Regions from separate parts of the Sus scrofa genome. Here regions 1, 2 and 4 are each linked to region 3. The links are chromatin contacts, called in public Hi-C, HiChIP or PLAC-seq and promoter capture Hi-C maps. All regions are on one chromosome and are shown on one strand. Each heading gives the region's core, a stretch centred on a gene start, on an enhancer-like site or on the middle of the called end of the contact. The rest is flanking DNA. Distances are from core to core; before and after follow the strand shown.

Evidence for each region. Promoter capture Hi-C pulls out the DNA fragments that hold promoters and counts their contacts. A called contact is a pair of places that touch in the nucleus more often than the background predicts. HiChIP or PLAC-seq counts read pairs in DNA pulled down with a chosen protein or histone mark.
Region 1: a promoter capture Hi-C map of liver shows a contact between it and region 3, with 2.8 times the contacts expected there. The contact joins the promoter of LZTR1 here to the promoter of SNAP29 in region 3. A contact is called at or near these places in 2 of 5 promoter capture datasets (fetal skeletal muscle and liver), 3 of 47 Hi-C or Micro-C datasets (alveolar macrophages, liver and retroperitoneal adipose tissue) and 1 of 2 datasets of contacts at active chromatin or transcription factors (alveolar macrophages).
Region 2: an H3K27ac HiChIP or PLAC-seq map of alveolar macrophages shows a contact between it and region 3. The contact joins the promoter of THAP7 here to the promoter of SNAP29 in region 3. A contact is called at or near these places in 2 of 5 promoter capture datasets (fetal liver and liver), 4 of 47 Hi-C or Micro-C datasets (alveolar macrophages, liver and skeletal muscle) and 1 of 2 datasets of contacts at active chromatin or transcription factors (alveolar macrophages).
Region 4: a contact with region 3 is called in a Hi-C map of liver, with 4 times the contacts expected there. The contact joins the promoter of SERPIND1 here to the promoter of SNAP29 in region 3. A contact is called at or near these places in 1 of 5 promoter capture datasets (liver) and 3 of 47 Hi-C or Micro-C datasets (liver and skeletal muscle).

The regions. Positions count from the first base shown.
Region 1 is chr14:50,575,139-50,578,651 of Sscrofa11.1, reverse strand. It overlaps LZTR1 (leucine-zipper-like transcriptional regulator 1), which reads right to left and starts at 2,239. Exons shown (of 21, transcript XM_003132997.4): 1 at 1,310-2,239; 2 at 814-876. The coding sequence starts at 1,944. It overlaps AIFM3 (apoptosis-inducing factor 3), which reads right to left. Exons shown (of 20, transcript XM_021074038.1): 20 at 2,379-2,725. The coding sequence ends at 2,686.
Region 2 is chr14:50,591,915-50,595,431 of Sscrofa11.1, reverse strand. It overlaps THAP7 (THAP domain-containing protein 7), which reads left to right and starts at 1,654. Exons shown (of 4, transcript XM_013983196.2): 1 at 1,654-1,871; 2 at 2,044-2,123; 3 at 2,445-2,600; 4 at 3,336-3,517. The coding sequence starts at 1,659. LOC100510930 (tubulin alpha-3 chain) reads left to right here. Exons shown (of 5, transcript XM_003133000.5): 5 at 941-1,317. The coding sequence ends at 1,237.
Region 3 is chr14:50,490,717-50,494,259 of Sscrofa11.1, reverse strand. SNAP29 (synaptosomal-associated protein 29) reads right to left here and starts at 2,073. Exons shown (of 5, transcript XM_003132993.4): 1 at 1,694-2,073. The coding sequence starts at 1,930. It overlaps PI4KA (phosphatidylinositol 4-kinase alpha), which reads left to right and starts at 2,277. Exons shown (of 55, transcript XM_001929569.6): 1 at 2,277-2,475. The coding sequence starts at 2,326.
Region 4 is chr14:50,425,538-50,428,713 of Sscrofa11.1, reverse strand. SERPIND1 (heparin cofactor 2) reads right to left here and starts at 1,593. Exons shown (of 5, transcript XM_001929566.5): 1 at 1,505-1,593. All of the region lies in intron 19 of PI4KA (phosphatidylinositol 4-kinase alpha), which reads left to right.

The sequences.
Region 1 (3,513 bases), core at 990-3,489, 84 kb before region 3:
CGGAGCTGTAGCCGCCGGCCTACACCACAGCCACACCAATGTGGAATCCGAGCACCATCTGTGACCTACACCACAGCTCACAACAATGCCGGATCCTTTTTTTTGGCTTTTTGCCTTTTCTAGGGCCACTCCCCTGGCATATAGAGGTTCCCAGGCTAGGGAGTCTAATCAGAGCTGCAACCGCCAGCCACAGCCACAGCCACAGCAACGCGGGATCTGAGCCGCATCTGCGACCTACACCACAGCTCACAGCAACGCTGGATCCTTAGCCCACTGAGTAGGCCAGGGATTGAACGCGCAACCTCATGGTTCTTAGTCAGATTTGTTAACCACTGAGCCATGACAGGAACTCCAGCAATGCCGGATCCTTAACCCACTGCACAAGGCCAGGGATCGAACCTGCAACCTCATGGATACTAACTGGGTTTGTTACTGCTGGGAACTGTTCATGGGCTGAGATATACTTCCAGGAAAGTTATTTCCAGAATTTACAGCAACATGGAGAAACCCTTACAAAAGTGAAAATGGCAGGAATAAACAAATCTGTATCCTCCAAACCTCAACTGCCATGTGAGCTCGTGGCCCAGAGAGAAGTTACAGGTAAGGTGTTTCTTTCAAGCTGATGTCCACTCACTGAGAGCGAGAGGGACATATCTGTGTACTGGGTGTGTGCTACCACACAGAGGCTGTGCTGAGGAACCGCATGGATTGGGATGCTAAGGGCTTAGCTAACATCTGGAAAGACAGCAGTGAAGCTGCAGAGGCCCAGTGCGAGCTACCCTGCTTCTCCCTCCCCAATCCAGATTCACTCACCCGTTGTCTCCACCAAATACATAGATGGCATCTTTATAGGCCACCACTGTGTGTTTGCTGCGCCTGGAAAGAGAGAGGGAGGTGGTGGTGAGGCCAGGACCCTCCTGAGGGGTCACCCAAAGAATGAGACTCGGCACTGGGGCTGCCAAAGAATTCAGATGACACCTCTCAACTGCCAAGATCGATGGAGACCCCAATATTCCAGCAGTATTCTAAAGGACTCTGCATGTGGGGACTCCTGACACTCCCAACCCACTGCAGAGCACCTGGAACCCCATCTGGAGACCCACAGACACAATGTAACTCTAATACTCTGCCCTGGGCCACCCCACTCGGAGACTCCCTCGGGAGCCCCTCCCTTGCCCTGGACACGGACCTGGACCCACCTCACCCAACACACACCAGGTCTCGCCCCAGGAAACCACAGCCCAGCCTGGCCCAGGGGCCTGCCTGGGACCTCCTCAGACACCCCCCAGGACCCCCGCGCCCCGCCTACCGGGCCCCCACGAACTCGTCGCAGGGCGGGAGGCGCCGCCAACGATGCACTGTCTCAAAGGGCCCGAAGTTGAGCGTCAGGTACTCGACACTGTCCGAGCAGCTGTGGTCAAAGTCCACACTCGGGGCCACTTTGGACCGAGCTCCACCGGCCAGGGCCCCGGCCCCGATCGGGGCCCCCGAGCCACCGGGCCCAGCCATGCCGGGTCCACGCCCGATGGGCCACCGGGTCCGCTGGACGTGAGGCCACCGCCCCGGGCTGCTTCGAGAGACTACATTTCCCGGCGAGCCTTGGGCCGACGTCGCCGCACTGCCGGCCGCCCGCTTTTCCGGGAGAGCCTCACCGACCCAGTGGCTTGGCAGGCCGGATTGTGCGGCGAGCGCATAGACTTCCGGGAAGAGCTTCCCGCGGAGGTCGGGCGTGCGGTTCCCCCTCCAGCGAGCGCGGCGCCCTGGCCACAACCCCTCCCGGCCCGCACTTCCCCGGCGCGGCTCCCAGCATGCCCTGTGCGCATGGCTCGGTTTCGATCGTCCGCCGCGCCCGGGATCCCGGACGGAGGGTTCCGGGCTCGCAGTGGCCTCCGCGGGCCGCCCCACCATCCCCTTCTTGCTCTGTCCCTGGCCCGGCCCCCGCATCTCCCCATGGCGTTCTTTTTGGCTGGGAGACTGCGTGCACAGAGGCTCTGGATTCTCGGTCCTACTCTGGCAGAGCTTCAGCTGCTTCACCTACGAAATGGGCATTCAGGAAGCTCAGGCTGGGTCCGTCTCCGGACTCATTGCTCGAACCTTAATGGGCAAACACCCCCAACTGCTAAGCGCGAGTTCCCACTGTCCTCTGAAGAAGCATTCCCTGTCTCGGGCTTTATGCATGTGCTTTCCCTCTGCTTGGAGTGCCATTTCTTCAAAATCCAGATCCAAGACATGGGGCAGAATCAGTTGCTATCTCCTCTGGGCCAAAATTCCTTGGTGAAACACTGGGTGTTCTGTGGTCTCTGGTCATGCCTGTCTCCCCATCATCTGCTTTCTCCCTTGGGGGAGTTTGCCCAATTACAGTGGAAGTCACACAGATCTGCAAATGTGTGTGTTTTAATGTTAAGATACTGTCTAACATGTCACAGGGTCCTACAGGGAACCAGTCCCAGTAGAGGGATAGGAGGGCAGGCCTATCAATGCCACTGGATGCCTTGGGTGGTGAGCTTCTCCTGGAGGCCACTGGGGCCTCTCTGGAGGGGAACCAGGCAGCTGAAGCCAAACACTGGGAGGGCTCAGGTTCTGCCCTGGAGGATCCTGGGGAACTGGAGGTTGGCACTTGCCCCCCTGGCTTGGCCTCTGTCCCTGGGACCCCAGCATGCCTGCCCGAGTCCGCTGCATGCAAGTTCAGGATCCTTTCCCTGTGAGCCAGGACATGTCGCCGGTCCTGCAGGAATGAGGGAGGAGGAGTGAGAGCAGGAGGGAGCAGGCTCCCCACGGGGCACCGTGAGCAGCTGGACCTTGAAGACAGAAGAGGGCTGTGCAAGGCCCTGGCACCCAGCAGGGGTGTGTACTTGGGCAGGTGGGGAAGGCTCAGAGGGAAGAGGGGATGTACGTACTTGCTGTGCAGCAGAAACAGTCTTTGCGAAGGCAAGAGGGAAAGACAGAGAAGGCTGGGGAGACATCATGTCATTCACCATGTCCCCACTTGGTTCTCCATGTTTCCAGCCTGAGCCTCCTCCCCTGACCCCATCTCATGGCCTCCAGGGCTTCCTCAGTCCTGGGGGTTCTCTATAGGCGGGTGGAGTCCACAGGGTGACTCCCATTGGCACCATGCCCAGATGAGAGTAATGACTGGTGTCCAGTGGCTCACTGGACAGACCCTGAACAACCATCCCCCACCTCTGTGCAGGGTGCCCCAGAAGCAACACAAGCCACATCCTGCTGCCCTATAATTGAGTTCAGCCATGTTCAATGGGGTGTCCCGGCCCCAGTGACTGCCCAAGCAGTGAGTCTTGACCCATCCACACAGCACTGGCTTTGCCCTTGGACACGGCCTCTTTCCCTTCTATCCCCCAAGAGCACAAATAACCAGCCCACTCCCAAACCATAAGCCTTGCCCCACACCAGGCCATCGTTCTGGGAGCCTGAGACTGATTGAGACTGAGGTGGCCAAGTGGAGAGGGGGAGGACCCTCGAGGGCTGTGGAGGGAGCTTGAGCCAGCACCTCAGGGG
Region 2 (3,517 bases), core at 405-2,904, 100 kb before region 3:
TATTTCCAAGGAGTCTTTTCTGTGTTTAAGTTATTTCATTATAAAAAGGCAAGTATGGTGCAAAATATTAAAATGGTCCAAAAAGCTGGTGAAAAGCTGAAGTCCTCTTCCCTTTCAGAGCTTTGTCCTTCAAGAGATACTCTGTGCGTATTCACATCATGCTTCTTGGTAGTGATCTTGACAGCAAGAGGCCAGCAACACAGGCAAAGAAAATACACTCTTTTCATGTAGGTGACAGACTTGACTCATCGCACACAGGTAGCCAAAGGGAAAAGCAAGGTGGCAGCCATCCTGTTTGGAAGGGCTGGCCAGCCTGGTCTTAGAGCTGGGGGGTAGGGGGCACCCCTTGATCAGATCAGAACCCCCTGTACATGCCCCCTGCTCCCAGTTCCTCTGGAGAAGAGCTGCGTCAAGCTGGTGCTGGCTGCCAGCTGCTCCTTAGGTCAGGGCCAGCCATCTGTCCGCACTCTACCAGTTGTTTGTCCTCCAGCATGGTATCTCCCAGCTTTGGTTGTTACTCTGTAAGTATTTTGAAGTATAAACACTCAGGTAGAATTCAACTTGCTCTGCTTTCTACCAAGTATACAATACACCTTGGACATATTTACAGGCCAGGGCAGGTTCTTCATTCCTTTTCATCATGGTACCGTGTTTTACTGTAGAGATGTGTGATAACTTGTTCCCCAGGAAGGACATGTTTCCAGTTTTGCCATTTCAAACAGTACCCTAAACTAAATACATAAAAATCTCTATACATGTAGCTTTTGCTCTTATGTGGGTAAATCCAAAACGTGACAGTATTGGGTCAAAGAATATTAAATGTTGTCAGATACTGCCAAAAAAGAAAGTACCAATTCCCATGGGGCCTTGTTTTAAAAAACAAGGTACCATTTTTCACGCCACAGTATAAACGTCTCCATCTGTTCCCCTTCTCTGGCAGGTGGGCATCAACTACCAGCCCCCCACGGTGGTCCCAGGGGGAGACCTGGCCAAGGTGCAGCGGGCCGTGTGCATGCTGAGCAACACCACGGCCATCGCCGAGGCCTGGGCCCGCCTGGACCACAAGTTCGACCTCATGTACGCCAAGCGTGCCTTCGTGCACTGGTACGTGGGGGAAGGCATGGAGGAGGGCGAGTTCTCGGAGGCCCGGGAGGACCTGGCGGCTCTGGAGAAAGATTACGAAGAGGTGGGCGTGGACTCGGTGGAAGCGGAGGCCGAGGAGGGGGAGGAGTACTGAGCGGGAGGGCGAGGCGGCCCCCCTTCACCCTGCTCTGTAACGTTCCAGATGTGTTTACCTATTAAAGTTTCTGTATTGAGTGTCGTCTGCTCCTGTGTTGCTCTTCGGCCAAGTTCCCCGACCAGATACTTGCCTTTTCCGAGCGAATTCCTAGGGAAAAATCATGTTTCCTCCCAAAGAGAAAAAATGAGGCACCTCAGTTGCTGTATTACTTCCAGAATAAGAGTATAAGGCCAGTGGGGAAATCGGGGAAAATGTTTTAAGTTTAAACACTCCGGATCCTTCGCGCCCTTCCTCCGGGACCGGAAGCGGTCCGGGTCACAGTCGCGGGACCACAGCGTTCACCCTCCTCGCCCCGTCCTCTGGAGGAGCTGCCCCAGAGCCTCCCTCCCGTCCACAAGGGGCACCTCTCATCAGAGGCATGCGTGCCCGCCCAGCCAGGGCTCCGCATCGCACGACCAGCCCGTTCTTGTCAGAGTCGTTTCGGTCCTGCGCGCGGCGCCCCGCAGGCCGACCACTTCCGGGGCCCGCTCCGCCCCTCAGCGAGCGCCGCGCGCTTCCGGGTCTCTATGGTACCGACTTCCGCCGCGAGCCACATCTCGCGAGACTTCGGCGGCGCAGCAATGGCGAGACCGTAAGTGCCGCTGACGGGAGACGGGAGAGTGGGTTGGGAAGGGCCTCTGACGAGATCGGGCCGGTGTGGACGCGCCAGGACGGGGCCGCCTGGAGCAGGGTGGCGGCTAGGGGCGCGAGGCTTGTCCGGGCCCAGATAGCAGCCCGCAACCGAGTTCCTGCCTCTTCTCCAGATGCCGCGTCACTGCTCCGCCGCCGGCTGCTGCACGCGGGACACGCGAGAGACGCGCAACCGCGGCATCTCCTTCCACAGGTCAGCGCGCGTGCGCGCTGGCGCCGAAAGGGTCACGTGTTCATTAGTCTGTCCTGCCCACCTGAGGAGCCTTCACTGCGCACGCGCTTCGGCGGGTCCGGCGAGGCTTGAGTTAGAGGCTGATGGTGGGCGGAGCTGCGGTGGAGAGGGAACTAGCTGCTGTCAGAGGCACCCTGGTGCAGAGCCAGTCGCTTTACGTTTTGAGGCCTCAGCTTCCTAGTCTGTGTGCCCACAGGGTCCGGGGGCAGCATGAGTCAGGCCGGCCCTTCCCATCCGGTGTGTCGCCGGCGGCCCAGCTCTGACAGGCTTGTTGCCCTACAGGCTTCCCAAGAAGGACAACCCGAGGCGAGGCTTGTGGCTGGCCAACTGCCAGCGGCTGGACCCCAGCGGCCAGGGCTTGTGGGACCCAGCATCCGAGTACATCTACTTCTGCTCCAAACACTTCGAGGAGAACTGCTTTGAACTGGTGGGAATCAGGTGAGCCTCCTGCTGACACCAGGGCAGGCCGCCCTGGTTCTTCCCAGCTCAGAATCTCAATTTCCTCTCCGGACGGAAGCAGTTAGAGACACACACACCCCGGGTATCACTGTGCCAGAGGGTGCTCCTGGAGCCCAGGCACGCCAGCAAAGGCACAAACATAGCCGCTCCTTTCAGGGGGTCAGCCCAGTTCTGGTGGGGCCTTTCCAGTCACCTTAATTCTCAGGAGGCTCTCATGGAGGAGATGGGGTACCTCTTAACTTGGCATCCCCCAAACTAGCTGTTTGCAGTGTGCCTCCCACCTGCCCCAGTGCTAGCCCAGGATCCTGTTCAGGGGCTGGGGGGCTGCAGGCTCCGCACCCTGCAGGTCAGCCTGGGGTGCAGGCCCTCTTCTCTACTTCAGACTGCTTTCCCCTACAGTGGGTACCACAGGCTGAAGGAGGGAGCAGTCCCCACAATATTTGAGTCTTTCTCCAAGTTGCGCCGAACAGCCAAGACCAAGGGGCACAGTTACCCACCCGGCCCCCCTGATGTCAGCCGGCTTCGGCGATGCAGGAAGCGGTAAGCGCTGCGCTGGGGGATGTCCCACTTCACGTCTGAGGGACTGGGCTTTCGGATGGAGCCTTGCTGGACAGGGCTCTGAGCCTATGGTTCAGGGATGGGGGTTAGGTGGGCTGGTGAAATGAGGTCACTGAGCCCTGAGCCTGGCCTGTCCCTTGCTCTGTCTCCCTGTAGCTGCTCTGAGGGCCGAGGGCCCACGACTCCGTTTTCTCCACCTCCACCTGCTGATGTCACCTGCTTTCCTGTGGAAGAGGCCTCCGCACCTGCTGCTCTGTCTGCTTCCCCTACTGGGAGGCTGGAGCCTGGCCTCAGCAGCCCGTTCTCAGACCTCCTGGGGCCCCTGGGTGCCCAGGCTG
Region 3 (3,543 bases), core at 824-3,323:
GGGGAATGAAAGAGTGATGAGAGAGATTCAAAGTCAATTTGGAGAGTGGTGGGGGAGAGGGGTGCTGACCATTCCTGCCTCCCAGGGCCTCTGATAATTGAGAACTGATTCAAACCAGGAAAAATTCAATGTGTAATCACATTGATGACAAAGCCTGTCACCAGCCCAGTCATGATCATGCTGTACTTCTCAGAGCAACACCTGGCTTGGCCACACCAAGCCTCACAGCCTGAGGTGCCACTCTGCCTTTGTTCTCACTGGTCCCCATTGCTAGGAGAAAGCCAACTTTGGGAGGCAGCAGGGGGCTTGTTACCACAATCAGTATGAAACAAGTCCATCCTGTTTTTGGTGCTCTTGACCTTCCCTCTGCCCACACCAGGTCCTAAGTTTCTCCTCCAGGCCCTTGCCCTGGAAGGCTTCCAGGCCATCACGTCCCTGCTCAGGAGCCCAGGAGCTGCAGTGTTTGGCCAGTGCCTTTGCATGGATCCTCTTTTCCCTGGGAACACCCTCTCCCTCCTCTTCCTCCTCCTATCTACACCTTAGCCTTAATAGCCAAATTCCAGTGTAACCTCTGCCACCATCTTCTACTGTATATCATTTTGATTTCCTACTTCATTTGTTTTCAGTTGCCAAATATGTCTTTTCAAGCAGTTCTTAGTTGGCTTCCTTGAGCTGGGGATCCTTAAGTGACCCACTCCTCTCAGGGCCCTAAGGCCTCAGGCATTCCTCCCAAATCTAAGTCGATACCTTCCACTGAGACTCGAATATAGGAACCAGTAGACATACGCTAAACTTCCTTGATGAGGCTGAAGACAGGCAGGTATGACAATGAGGGAGCCAGTAACTGGGAGAAGTGGGGAAGGGAAATAAGCCAAGCAAGTGGCTATGGGAGAATGATGCGATATACCTCAAAACTGTAAGTAACCAGGTCAGTAACTTTGCAGAGAAAAGAGTTAATGAAAAGACCCATGGGGTGAGACAAAGCTTTAGCTTCCAGAGCTACAAGTGCTTAAGATGAATCATTCCTAGCTGATATTGCTGTAACATGCTATTAAATTTTTAAAAACTTTAAAAAGGTCCAACTCTGAAATCGTCTATGAATGGAAAGAGGAACTGACAAAGATGAAACGGAGCAACAGATCATCACAGACCACACAGTGTCAGTCTCAGACACCTTCGTTTGTATTGGGAAGGGAAGGGAAGGGCTCCCCACTCTACTGGGCTCTGGCTCACTCAGCAGTCGTCCAGGCGGAGAACTCAACACACCTCAAGGCGAGGTGGAAAAGCCATCAGTTTCGGGGAAGAACTCAAGGCCCATTTCCTCGGATGCTTTCAGACACTAGCAGTCACAGTCCTTGCTAGGTCACTCTGGCAGGATTCAGCCTGGATGCTGCCCAGGAAATCGTGTAAGAGAAACACATTCTCCACTTCCCTAATCGGGTCTGCTATTCAGAACCTTTACTCGCCTAGATAGGCCAGGGCATGGAGATTGCCTGTGTACTAGAAGTAGAAAAAAAAGAAACTAGGCGACTAAGAGTTCAGCGAGGTTGCCGGAAGCAAACCGCCCCTTTCGAGTACTTTAGACTTTTCTTTACCGGGCTGACAGATCGTACCAACCTTCCAGCCGCTAAAGCGCTAGGACCCTTCCCAGCCCACTGGGCGACCCCAATAACACAGGGGACCGCGGACTCACCTCAGAAGAGGCGACTCCTATCCTCTCGGACTCGTACATGAGGGACAGGGACCTTCCCGTGCTGGCGACCGTGGCCTCGGCCCGGCGCAGCACCTCCTGCCGCAGGGCCTGCTGCCGGTCAGCGGGCGACTCGGGCCCGTCCGTGAGGTTGCGGGCATCAGTCCACGGCGCTGGCCGGGCGCCCTCGTCCTCCGCGTCATCATCGAACGGGTTATAGCTTCTGGGGTAGGCCGACATGGCGGCGGTGCTTGGCCCGCGGTGGGCCGGAGGAAGGGGGCGCGGCCGAGGTGAGGGGGGGCACTGGGGGCCGCGGGCTAGCCAAGGCCCCAGAGAAGCGTCGGTTCGCTTGCTGCCAGCACAGCGCGAGTTCTTTCCGCCTGCAGTGCGTAGAGGCCCCGCCTCCGGAGTCGACCATCGGGTCCCGCCACGGGGGGAAACCACGCCTCGCGCGCGGCACAGCGGCCGCCCTGCCCCCAACCCCCGCGGGCAGTGGAGCAGCCCGCGGCCACGCCCCACCGGTGTCAGCGAGGTCACGTGGTGGGGCGGCCGGATGAGGCCGCACCTGCGCTGTGGGCTCTGGCGCTCGCGGGCCGGTTGCGGAAAGCCGGCGGGTGGCGCCGCGGTGCGCGACGATGGCGGCGGCCGCGGCCCGGGGAAGCGGCGGCGGCGGCGCCGGCCCCGGCTCAGCCTCCGGCGCCGGCGCGTCGCGGGGCTTCTATTTCAACACAGTCCTGTCGCTGGCCCGCTCCTTGGCGGTGCAGAGGCCGGCTTCCTTGGAGAAGGTAGTTTGGCGGCCCAGTGCGGGCTGACAGGAGGAGGGGGCCGGGGCGCTGGAGGCGCGGCTGGGGTCTGCAGAGGCCGAGGTGGGCCTCGGCTGCCGGGGGCGCGAGGAGCTCGTGAAGGAGGCCGGTGCGGCAGGGGGCCGGCGGGCGTGTGGCGGGCGGGTGGTTGTGAGCTCCCGGCGGGCTAGGCCGGGGCCGCCTAGTGACACCGCTAGGCGGAGGCGGCGGGGGCCGTGGTCGAACCTGGGGTGGCCCCCGCTCGCCCTGCCTTTTTTTGGTGACTTTGGGCGCTGCCTTCCTCGGGGAAGGGGTGCTTGTAAGCGCTTTGTCCTTGGAGGTGAAGGGCGGTGGGGTAGTGTCGGGGAGCGCTTTCTGAAACGCAGGTCTGCTGCGCACTGTTTTCTTGCGAGATTAGAGGGGTCTTCAGACCGGGGAAGCGGGTGTTTGAAGAAAAAAGAACTCACCCCGGAGCGTTCCTTATCTTGGAGAGGGGGAGAGGCAGCCCCACGGATGCCTGGGATGGGGGGAAACAGCTTTTAGTTTGAGAAGGTACCTGCACTGTCGCTGTATGTCGTCTTGAACAAGTTACTTCAACCCTCGGAGCCTCTGTTTCCTTATCTGTGAAATGAAGTCGTTCTTGAGTTCTAGCATAACATGCCTGACAAAGAGTTGGACAGTAAAGGGCAGCTCCCCCATGCCACGTGTGTGTGATGAGACTCGATGCAATGTGTTAGCATTGAAGGGATGGGATGATTCTGCACAGCCTCCTGGCACATGGAAAGATTGTTGTCTGACAGTTGGGAGTGGCTCTGGTGCCCGGTGAAATCGTTTTAGGCACTTTAGCAGGCTGACCTAGGCCTTCCTTGGCTTTGTAGGTTCTCAAACTTGGAGGGTGAGCAGGGCCTGGAGACTGATGCCTACCTGACTTCTAATCAGAGGGCAAGTGCAATGGAAGGGAAAGAATACTGGTTGTAGAGATAGGATCACCTGAGTTTAAACCCTGTTTTTTGTTTTGTTTTGTTTTTGCTTTTTAGGGCCGCTTGTGCAGCATATGTAGGTTCCCAGGCT
Region 4 (3,176 bases), core at 344-2,843, 65 kb after region 3:
AGGTTTTAAAAAACCCAGCTGGGGAGTTCCGGTTGTGGCTCAGCGGAAACGAATCTGACTAGCCTCCATGAGGACAAGGGCTTGATCCCTGGCCTCGCTCAGTGGGTTAAGGATCCGGCGTTGCCGTGAGCTATGGTATAGGTCTCAGACGTGGCTTGGATCTGGCTTTGCTGTGGCTCTGGTGTAGGCCAGCAGCTACAGCTCTGATTCAACCCCTAGCCTGGGAACCTCCATGTGCCACAGGTGTGGCCCTAAAAAGCAAAAAAAAAAAAAAAAAAAAAAAAGTGGAATAAATAAGAGTTAAGAAAAAGGAATCTGAGACCGAATAGGGAGGCAGAGGTGAAAACAGTCATATTTTCCCCCATATTCAGATAGTACATGTGGAAGCTTCTTGTACCCTGTTTCTGGCTAAGGTGATGAAAAGCCCAAAATAGGTTTCATTGTTTCATTATTCTCTCATATTTTCTGTGGATAAAAATTAGAAATCAGAAAAGTAAATCTTTTTGTTGCTTTGCCGGTTAGTATAATAAATAGGATACTTTTTTTTTTTTTTTTGTAGTTTTGCTCTTTTTCTTTTTCTTTTTTTTCTTTTTTTGTCTTTTTTTGTCTTTTTGCTATTTCTTTGGGCCACTCCGCGGCATATGGAGGTTCCCAGGCTAGAGGTCTAATCGGAACTGTAGCCACCGGCCTACGCCAGAGCCACAGCAACGCAGGATCCAAACCGTGTCTGCAACCTACACCACAGCTCACGGCAACGCCAGATCATTAACCCACTGAGCAAGGGCAGGGACCGAACCCGCAACCTCATGGTTCCTAGTCAGATTCATTAACCATTGAGCCACGACGGGAACTCCAACAAATAGGATACTTTAAAATTATCACTAGCTTGTGTTTAAATCCAGATTACTGTCTTTGCAGAGAAGCAATCTTTTTTAAAGGTAGATCATTCAAAAAATTGTTTTTCTGGTCATTTCCTGTAGTGCCTTCTCATGCTAGTTGCGTGGAGTGGGGTGGACATCTTAGTCCCACCTCAGAGCGTTTGCCCAGCCATCCACACCTCCGGGCACAGAGCAGGTATAACAGAAGGAGCTGCCTGGGGTTGTGAACACTTTTTATGAAATAACTGCAGATTCACAGGAGAGTTGAAAGCACAGCTTACAGAACAGCCCTGTATCTTTCTGCAGACTCACCAGGTCTCTGTACACACATATGTATATGTGCCTATGTGACACGCACACATTATTTTTCTGAACCATATGAGATGACCCAGAACCCAGATATCCTCCCACTTCACCTGCTTCCCAACTTGCCACTCTAACTAGTGCAGTCCCCTCTTCCAGCCTGTCAGCTCCCCACTGGGCAGATGGAAAACAAGACATTTCCCCACAAAGATAGTGCAGAGAGCATTTGAATGTGTGTATGATGGAGAAACACACCAGTTGCCCATCTCTAACTACCACAAATAAGAATCCGTATTCGACAAAAAATGTTAGAAAACACTCACCTCTGTGCTGCTGAGAAGGGGCTTTGCAGGGACAGAATCGGCCAAGGCCACCAGTGTGAACTTTGGTGCTGGGCTGCTCTTGCATTTTCCAAAGTAAATACGTCCCAGATCAAACAGAGCTCGATCAGCTTCGTCAGCACAAAGCCCTCTCTTCGCCTTTGGGCACCGCTGGGTGACTTGCGGAGGCGTGACCATCTTTGTGGATGCACTCATGGGGCAGCCAGGACATTTCAGCTCTGGGCTGGGTTGCATTGGGGTGGCAGCTCTAATGCTCCCATGCAAGTGGAGACCACTCAGGGTCCCTTGAACCACAAGTTCTTCCTCTAAGCAATCACAGCTCTCGACTTGGAACCTGGCAGATGTCCCCAGCCTCCCATGAGCCCGGCCCTTCAGAGACAGTGGAGGGGAAGTTGCGGTAGAGACCCTGGCCCAGGCCTGCCTGCAGTCAAGGGTCGTTGCATCTCTGTTGGGATGTGCCGCCTAGCTCTCCTGTCTGTCATGTAGTCCTAGGGTCCACTTAGGTATTCCCAGGGGCCAGGGATTGTTTTATTTTTAGTTTGTGTTTTTAAATTGGTGATTTAAACGCTGCTGTAAGAATATTCTGGATGGTCAGAGTTCCTGTTGGGGTGCAGCGGAAATAAATCTGACTAGTAACCATGAGGTTGCAGGTTCAAACCCTGGCCTCACTCAGTGGGTCAAGTATCAGGTGTTGCCATGAGGTGTGGTGTAGGATATTGCGTGGCTGTGGTGTAGGCCAGCAGCTATAGCTCTGATTCAACCCCTAGCCTGGGAACCTCCATACTATGAGTTGAGCCCTAAAAAGTACAAAAAAAAATACATATATCCTGGATTGTCAAGAAGACCCCGTGTCACAGAGTTGCTCCCCACTTCTGTCCCTGAGAGTTTGGCATGTTGTCCCTAGATACCTTCTAATATGACAGGGAGGAGTTCGCTTTGTGGCATAGTCAGTTAAGAATCTGACTGCAGGAGTTCCCGTCGTGGCGCAGTGGTTAACGAATCCAACTAGGAACCATGAGGTTGCGGGTTCAACCCCTGGCCTTGCTCAGTGGGTTAAGGATCCGGTGTTGCTGTGAGCTGTGGTATAGGTTGCAGACGCGGCTTGGATACCCTGTTGCTGTGGCTCTGGCGTAGGCCGGCGGCTACAACTCTGATTCGACCCCTAGCCTGGAAACCGCCATATGCTGAGGGAGCGGCCCAAGAAATGGCAAAAAGACAAAAAGAATCCGACTGCAGTGGCTCAAGTTGCTATGGAGGTGCAGGTTCAATCCCTGGCCGGGGAACTTCTGTATGGCATGGGGAAAAAAAAACAAAATAAAATGAGAGTAGGACTCTGGGGGTCTGCAGGGGGGGCAAGGGGTCTGGAGGATTCTGGTGGGTCAAGGGCAGTTGTGTTCAGGACATGGAAAGTGTGGTTATTTGGGGCTGCTCAGAGGCACTCGGCCTGCATTGCTATCCACTCCTGGCTGGCCAGTGTCCATCTGCCCTGCTGCCCTCCTCCCTGCATGGCGGGCCCGGGCACTGGCCAAGGAGTAGCTTTCTTCAGGCCCACACTCTCCCTCTCGCCCCGGAATGAGGGCGGTGGTCAAACCCGCTATGGAAGGTAGCTGTGAAGATTGACATGACCGTGGATACTAGTTGGGTTCTTAACCCA